Regions from separate parts of the Rattus norvegicus genome. Here region 1 is linked to region 2. A link is a contact called in public Hi-C data. All regions are on one chromosome and are shown on one strand. The core of a region is the stretch at or near the end of the contact, and the rest is flanking DNA. Distances in the headings are between cores, read along the strand shown. Region 1 has its middle 24 kb from the start of Meioc. Region 2 holds the start of Fzd2 (frizzled class receptor 2).

Region 1 (2,727 bases), core at 28-2,527, 43 kb after region 2:
GTTATATGGAAGATTTCCCCAGGTGATAACGTGGAATTCAGGGCCTCAGATTGCTAGGCAAGCGTTCTATTACCAAGTTATACCCCAACCCTAGAAAAGAGTGTTTGAAGCGCTGTGGGACCCTCTGTGATTCAGAGCCGTTCAGCATGCGCTTCTGAAGAGTCTTGCCACAATGCCATCCACCCTCTGTAATGTCTGTCTTTGTAGCAGTCGCAACTGGAAACAATACTGCTTTGTTAAAAACTTCCTTATTGTTTTAGCTTAAATTCCTCTACCAGATGGGGAGTTCTCAAAGACTGAGCCGTGTCTCCCCTCACAGAGGGAGTTCTGGGATACCTCAATAGCTCCAGTCAGGTCCTGGCTCAAGAATGGGAGAATGGAACTGTGACCCCTAGGGAATCCTGCTTGATTCTAGCTCCATAGCCTGACTTAGGGTCCCCACGATGAAGCAAATCTCAGGGGCCAAATCTCTCTGGTTTGATGAGAATGGCTCCCTCTTCTCCCTCAAGAGCACAGGGTTCTTTCTCCTTTCAGGTTCCCAACACACACACACACACACACACACACACACACACACACACACACACACACACGCACACATGCACGCACGCACACACACATATATAAATATATAATATATAAAAAGTACATATTTGTTTATTTACTTATACAAGACTTCATAGTATAGGCTGTCTTTGAAGTCCTAATTCTCCTGCATCAGCCTCCTGAGTGCTGAGATTACAGGGGACACTACCACACCCAACTCCAATACATAAACTGCTAAAGTGTGGGGCTCTCCATATGGGGTAAAGGGACACAGAGCAGTCGGCCTCAGGAATTAAGAGGTCTGAACTCGGGCTTGCCAGCAGTGCTGAAGAGGGTCATGTGCAGTCCTTTGAAGGCTCTGAAAGCTGAGGGTTGAGCTTCCAGACTGCCACAGGAGTGAGTCACAGTCTAACAATGTTATCTGTCAAGTGTTGCCGCTCCCTAGGCCGGTCTTGCCCACAGCCTCATGGGGCCTGGATTCTCATAGGTCGCCCCTTGACCTTACAGTCTATGGAGGTCTCGTAGTCCTAAATCTCCATGACCTCCTATATGGTTTAACCTAAGGGGGAACACTGGCAAAAAGAGGGAACAGAGACGGAAAATGCTGAAATATGAGGCAATTGTTATACCATTTAGGTCCTGGATTCTTGGAAGATTAAGCAGGAAGGCGGGAGGAGCGCTGAGGACAAAGGGCTGAGTCTGCGTGGCAAAGAACAGACTGAGGTGACGCTGACGCAGGTCTTAAGCATGTTCATAGACTCTTAGAAAACACTGTACGTGCATTTTAAAGGGACGAGCCGTGGCTGGGGAGATGGCTCGGCAGCCAAGAGCGCTCACTGCTCTTTCAGAGGACTCAGTTCAGTTCCCAGCACCCATGACTGAGAGGCTTCCAATCAGCTGCCCGCACCTCTAGCTCTAGGGAGATCCGATGCTTTCTGGCCTCTGAGGTCCTGCTTGGATGCTGCACACGGGCACACACAGGTACACGTACATAAAAGAAACATTTTTAAGTTTTTTCCTGTCTGTTTTTGGTTTTGCTTTTTGAGACAAAGTTTCTTTGGGCTCTGGCTGTCCTAGAGCTTGCTCTGTAGTCCAGGCTGGTCTTGAACTCATGGAGGTCTGCCTGCCTCTGCCTCCCTGGTGCAAAGAATAATTAATTAATTAATTTTTTTTTCCGGAGCTGGGGACCGAACCCAGGGCCTTGCGCTTGCTAAGCAAGTGCTCTACCACTGAGCTAAACCCCCAACCCCTAATTAATTAATTATTAATTAATTTAATGTATACGAGTACACTGTAGTTGTCTTCAGACACACCAGAAGACGGCATCGGATCCCATTACAGATGGTTGTGAGCCACCATGTGGTTGCTGGGAGCTGAACTCAGGACCTCTTGGAAGAGCAGTCAGTGCTCTTGACCACTGAGCCGTCTCTCCAGCCCTTTGTGACATTTCTTATGCATGCATACATATGTGTATAACTATGAAACTAATTTTTTGTTGCTGTTTGGAGGCAGGGTCTCATATAACCTAGGAGCTCCTCAAGCGCATTATGTAACTAAGGGTGACCCTGAATTCCCGATCCTTCTGTCTTCTCCCAGATGCTGAGATTACTGGTGTGTGCCCCTCATACCCTACCCACACTGTGCCGAGGACCCATTCCAGAGCTTTCCGTGTGCTAGGAAGCCCTCAGCCAAGGGTGCTACATCCCAGGTCCTACAGCTGTTTGCTGTTGTTACCTAGAGTGTCTGAGCAGAAGGTAGTCACGTTGGCCCCCAAAGGGAGATCAGACTGCTGTATGTATGAGTAGGAAAAAGACCTGGTTGCCCCCAGATTTGAACACCTCTGGATTTGGACTAGAGGAGAAGTAACCTCTGGGCAGAGGGCGAGATTGGAATCAGCCCATGCTCTCATATCCACGGCCTATTCCAAAATCTTCAGCTTGCCTATGAGCCTTCAGTCTCCATTCCAGACACCCCAAAACACCGTCACCCCAAGTGGCCTCACCCACTCATTCAGGATATGCTCTCCAGCACACATCACCCCGGAAACCTACACACACCAATGTAAGCATCTGTCTGCGTTTCGGACGCATTCTGTTCTTGCTTCCTTCTTAAAATGCCCATTTTTAATTTTTGCTATTTTTACATCTCACATTTCTTTAAACTCTGTAAATCCACTCCCCC
Region 2 (2,771 bases), core at 200-2,699:
TCCCGTCTCTCCAGCCACACACACCATCTTTCTGGTGTGGAATCACTTAAAGTTTGGGTAAAACTCCCTTTTCTCCCAGGAGATCAAATCTGGAAGCTTTTAGGAGGCGGAGCAGGGATGGGGAGGGAGAAGGCAAATTCCCCAAAACATTCGTCAGACCTAAGAGAGTCGTTTCTTTACTCAAAACTGCCCATCACCCCCCCCCCCGCCATTAACTTTCGATTAAGACCTCCTCCTTATGGCAACTAAACTTTACTTTGCATAATTAAGATTTTCCTCGGAAAGGGGGTGGATTGAAACCTCAGTTCCAGGCCTTTCTCCTTCACCTCACCCCCCAACCCCCGCCCCAGCCCTGCAGCCTGGCCTCTGAGTTCCTGAATTTTCTCACTTTGAGGTGCCACTAAACACAAAGAACCATAATGGGCTCCTTTGTGCTCGCTATGGGGCAATTACACCCCGGAGTCCCGGCCCCTTTAAGAGCCTCTTAAAGAGACAGGCTCTCATTTTTCAGAGGGTTACTTTAGGGTGTGTGTAGGGGGAGGGGCGAGGAAAACTTCTAGGAGTCCTTGTTTAGGGCGAAGTGACACTTTTACCTCGACTCTCTGAGAAGGGTTGGGAGACGTCTTTGCAAGCTATTCGCTTACGTGCTTTAACAACACGTACACATTTCTGTGTATATATATATGTATATATTTTAAACGGGATTTTTTAACTTGGTTTTATAAATGGTACTGAAAAGTGGGGAGGGGGCGGTGAGCAGGGGCAGGGGCAGGGGCAGGAGTAAAGAGCCGTGTACCTCAGAGGGCTTGGGCTCCAGGGTCACAGATCAGGTTTGAGTTGCCTGGGTCGGACGCCACTTTTAGAAAACGTGTCTCCGGATCTTGCCCGGACGACTCCGAAGAAATCACGGCCTGAGCAAACAGCTCCTAATATAATAATAGCTTGTCTCTTTAAAAAAGCAGAAGGAGGGGGTGTAGAGTTTTCTTGGCATCTGGTTTCTGATCTCATTATGTTGTGGTCGACCAATCCAGCCCTCGGGGCTGGTCCTCCAGTTCAAATCTGATTGGCCGAGAGCACATTTTGGGATGGTGCAAAGCTCGATGGGGCGGTTTCAAGGATCCCTTTTGAGGGGGGCTGAGGAGAGGGCGGGGCCGTCAGCGGGGGCCCCCTTGAAACCGACTAATTGGGATCGGAGAGGCCGAGGTGAGGGCTGAAGGAGGCACAAAGGAGTCGCTGGGTGGAGGAGGGTGGGGAGAGGGGAAGCCCAGAGGCTAGAGGAGGAAGAGGAGCTAGGGCAGCGGTGCGCGGCGTCTCCGACCACTCAGTCCGATCTCGGCGAGCCAGCAGGCGGGTGCGCCGCCCCCTCCCCCGCCCGGCCTCCCCAACTCTGCGGCCCGGAGCAAAGTTTGCAAGGAGGCGCGGGAGGCGGCCGGGCAGCTAGGCGGCAGCGGGGAAGGCGCGCGGTCTCTGGGTTGGGGGCGGGGGCTGGGGGGCGCCCAGGAGCCGAGTGGGGGGCGGCGGCCAGCATGCGGGCCCGCAGCGCCCTGCCCCGCAGCGCCCTGCCCCGCCTGCTGCTGCCACTGCTGCTGCTGCCGGCTGCCGGGCCGGCTCAGTTCCACGGGGAGAAGGGCATCTCCATCCCGGACCACGGCTTCTGCCAGCCCATCTCCATCCCGCTGTGCACGGACATCGCCTACAACCAGACCATCATGCCCAACCTTCTTGGGCACACGAACCAAGAGGACGCGGGCCTGGAGGTGCATCAATTCTACCCGCTGGTGAAGGTGCAGTGCTCGCCCGAGCTGCGCTTCTTCCTGTGCTCCATGTACGCTCCGGTGTGCACGGTGCTGGAGCAGGCCATCCCGCCGTGCCGCTCCATCTGCGAGCGCGCGCGCCAAGGCTGCGAGGCGCTCATGAACAAGTTCGGCTTCCAGTGGCCCGAGCGCCTCCGCTGCGAGCATTTCCCGCGTCACGGCGCGGAGCAGATCTGCGTGGGCCAGAACCACTCCGAGGACGGAACTCCTGCGCTACTCACCACCGCGCCACCGTCTGGGCTGCAGCCTGGCGCTGGTGGCACCCCGGGCGGCCCTGGCGGTGGTGGCGCGCCCCCGCGCTACGCCACTCTGGAGCACCCTTTCCACTGTCCCCGCGTCCTCAAGGTGCCGTCCTATCTCAGCTATAAGTTTCTGGGTGAGCGCGATTGTGCCGCGCCCTGCGAGCCTGCACGGCCCGACGGCTCCATGTTCTTCTCGCAGGAGGAGACTCGTTTTGCCCGTCTCTGGATCCTCACATGGTCGGTGCTGTGCTGCGCTTCTACTTTCTTCACGGTCACCACCTATTTAGTGGACATGCAGCGATTCCGCTACCCAGAGCGGCCCATCATCTTCCTGTCCGGTTGCTACACCATGGTGTCAGTGGCCTACATTGCGGGCTTCGTGCTCCAGGAGCGCGTGGTGTGCAACGAGCGCTTCTCTGAGGACGGTTATCGCACGGTGGTGCAGGGCACTAAGAAAGAAGGCTGTACTATACTCTTCATGATGCTGTACTTCTTCAGTATGGCCAGCTCCATCTGGTGGGTGATTCTGTCCCTCACCTGGTTCCTGGCAGCCGGTATGAAGTGGGGCCACGAGGCCATCGAGGCCAATTCGCAGTACTTCCACCTGGCCGCCTGGGCGGTGCCGGCCGTCAAAACCATCACCATCCTGGCCATGGGCCAGATCGACGGCGACCTGCTGAGCGGCGTGTGCTTCGTGGGCCTCAACAGCCTGGAC

Evidence for each region. A called contact is a pair of places that touch in the nucleus more often than the background predicts.
Region 1: a Hi-C map of Schwann cells shows a contact between it and region 2, with 1.8 times the contacts expected there. The contact joins the enhancer-like site here to the promoter of Fzd2 in region 2. A contact is called at or near these places in 3 of 12 Hi-C or Micro-C datasets (the A7r5 cell line, the Rat2 cell line and Schwann cells).

Annotation. Positions count from the first base shown.
Region 1 is chr10:88,103,539-88,106,265 of GRCr8, forward strand. No RefSeq gene overlaps it. Among named protein-coding and RNA genes, the nearest start is that of Meioc, 24 kb to the right of the region's middle. Within about 2 kb of position 1,278, at least 18 of the 93 cell types and tissues checked have an H3K27ac peak or open chromatin away from gene starts, as enhancers often do. A contact at or near this core is called in the A7r5 cell line and Schwann cells, where this site is marked.
Region 2 is chr10:88,060,539-88,063,309 of GRCr8, forward strand. Fzd2 (frizzled class receptor 2) reads left to right here and starts at 1,450. Exons shown (of 1, transcript NM_172035.2): 1 at 1,450-2,771. The coding sequence starts at 1,527.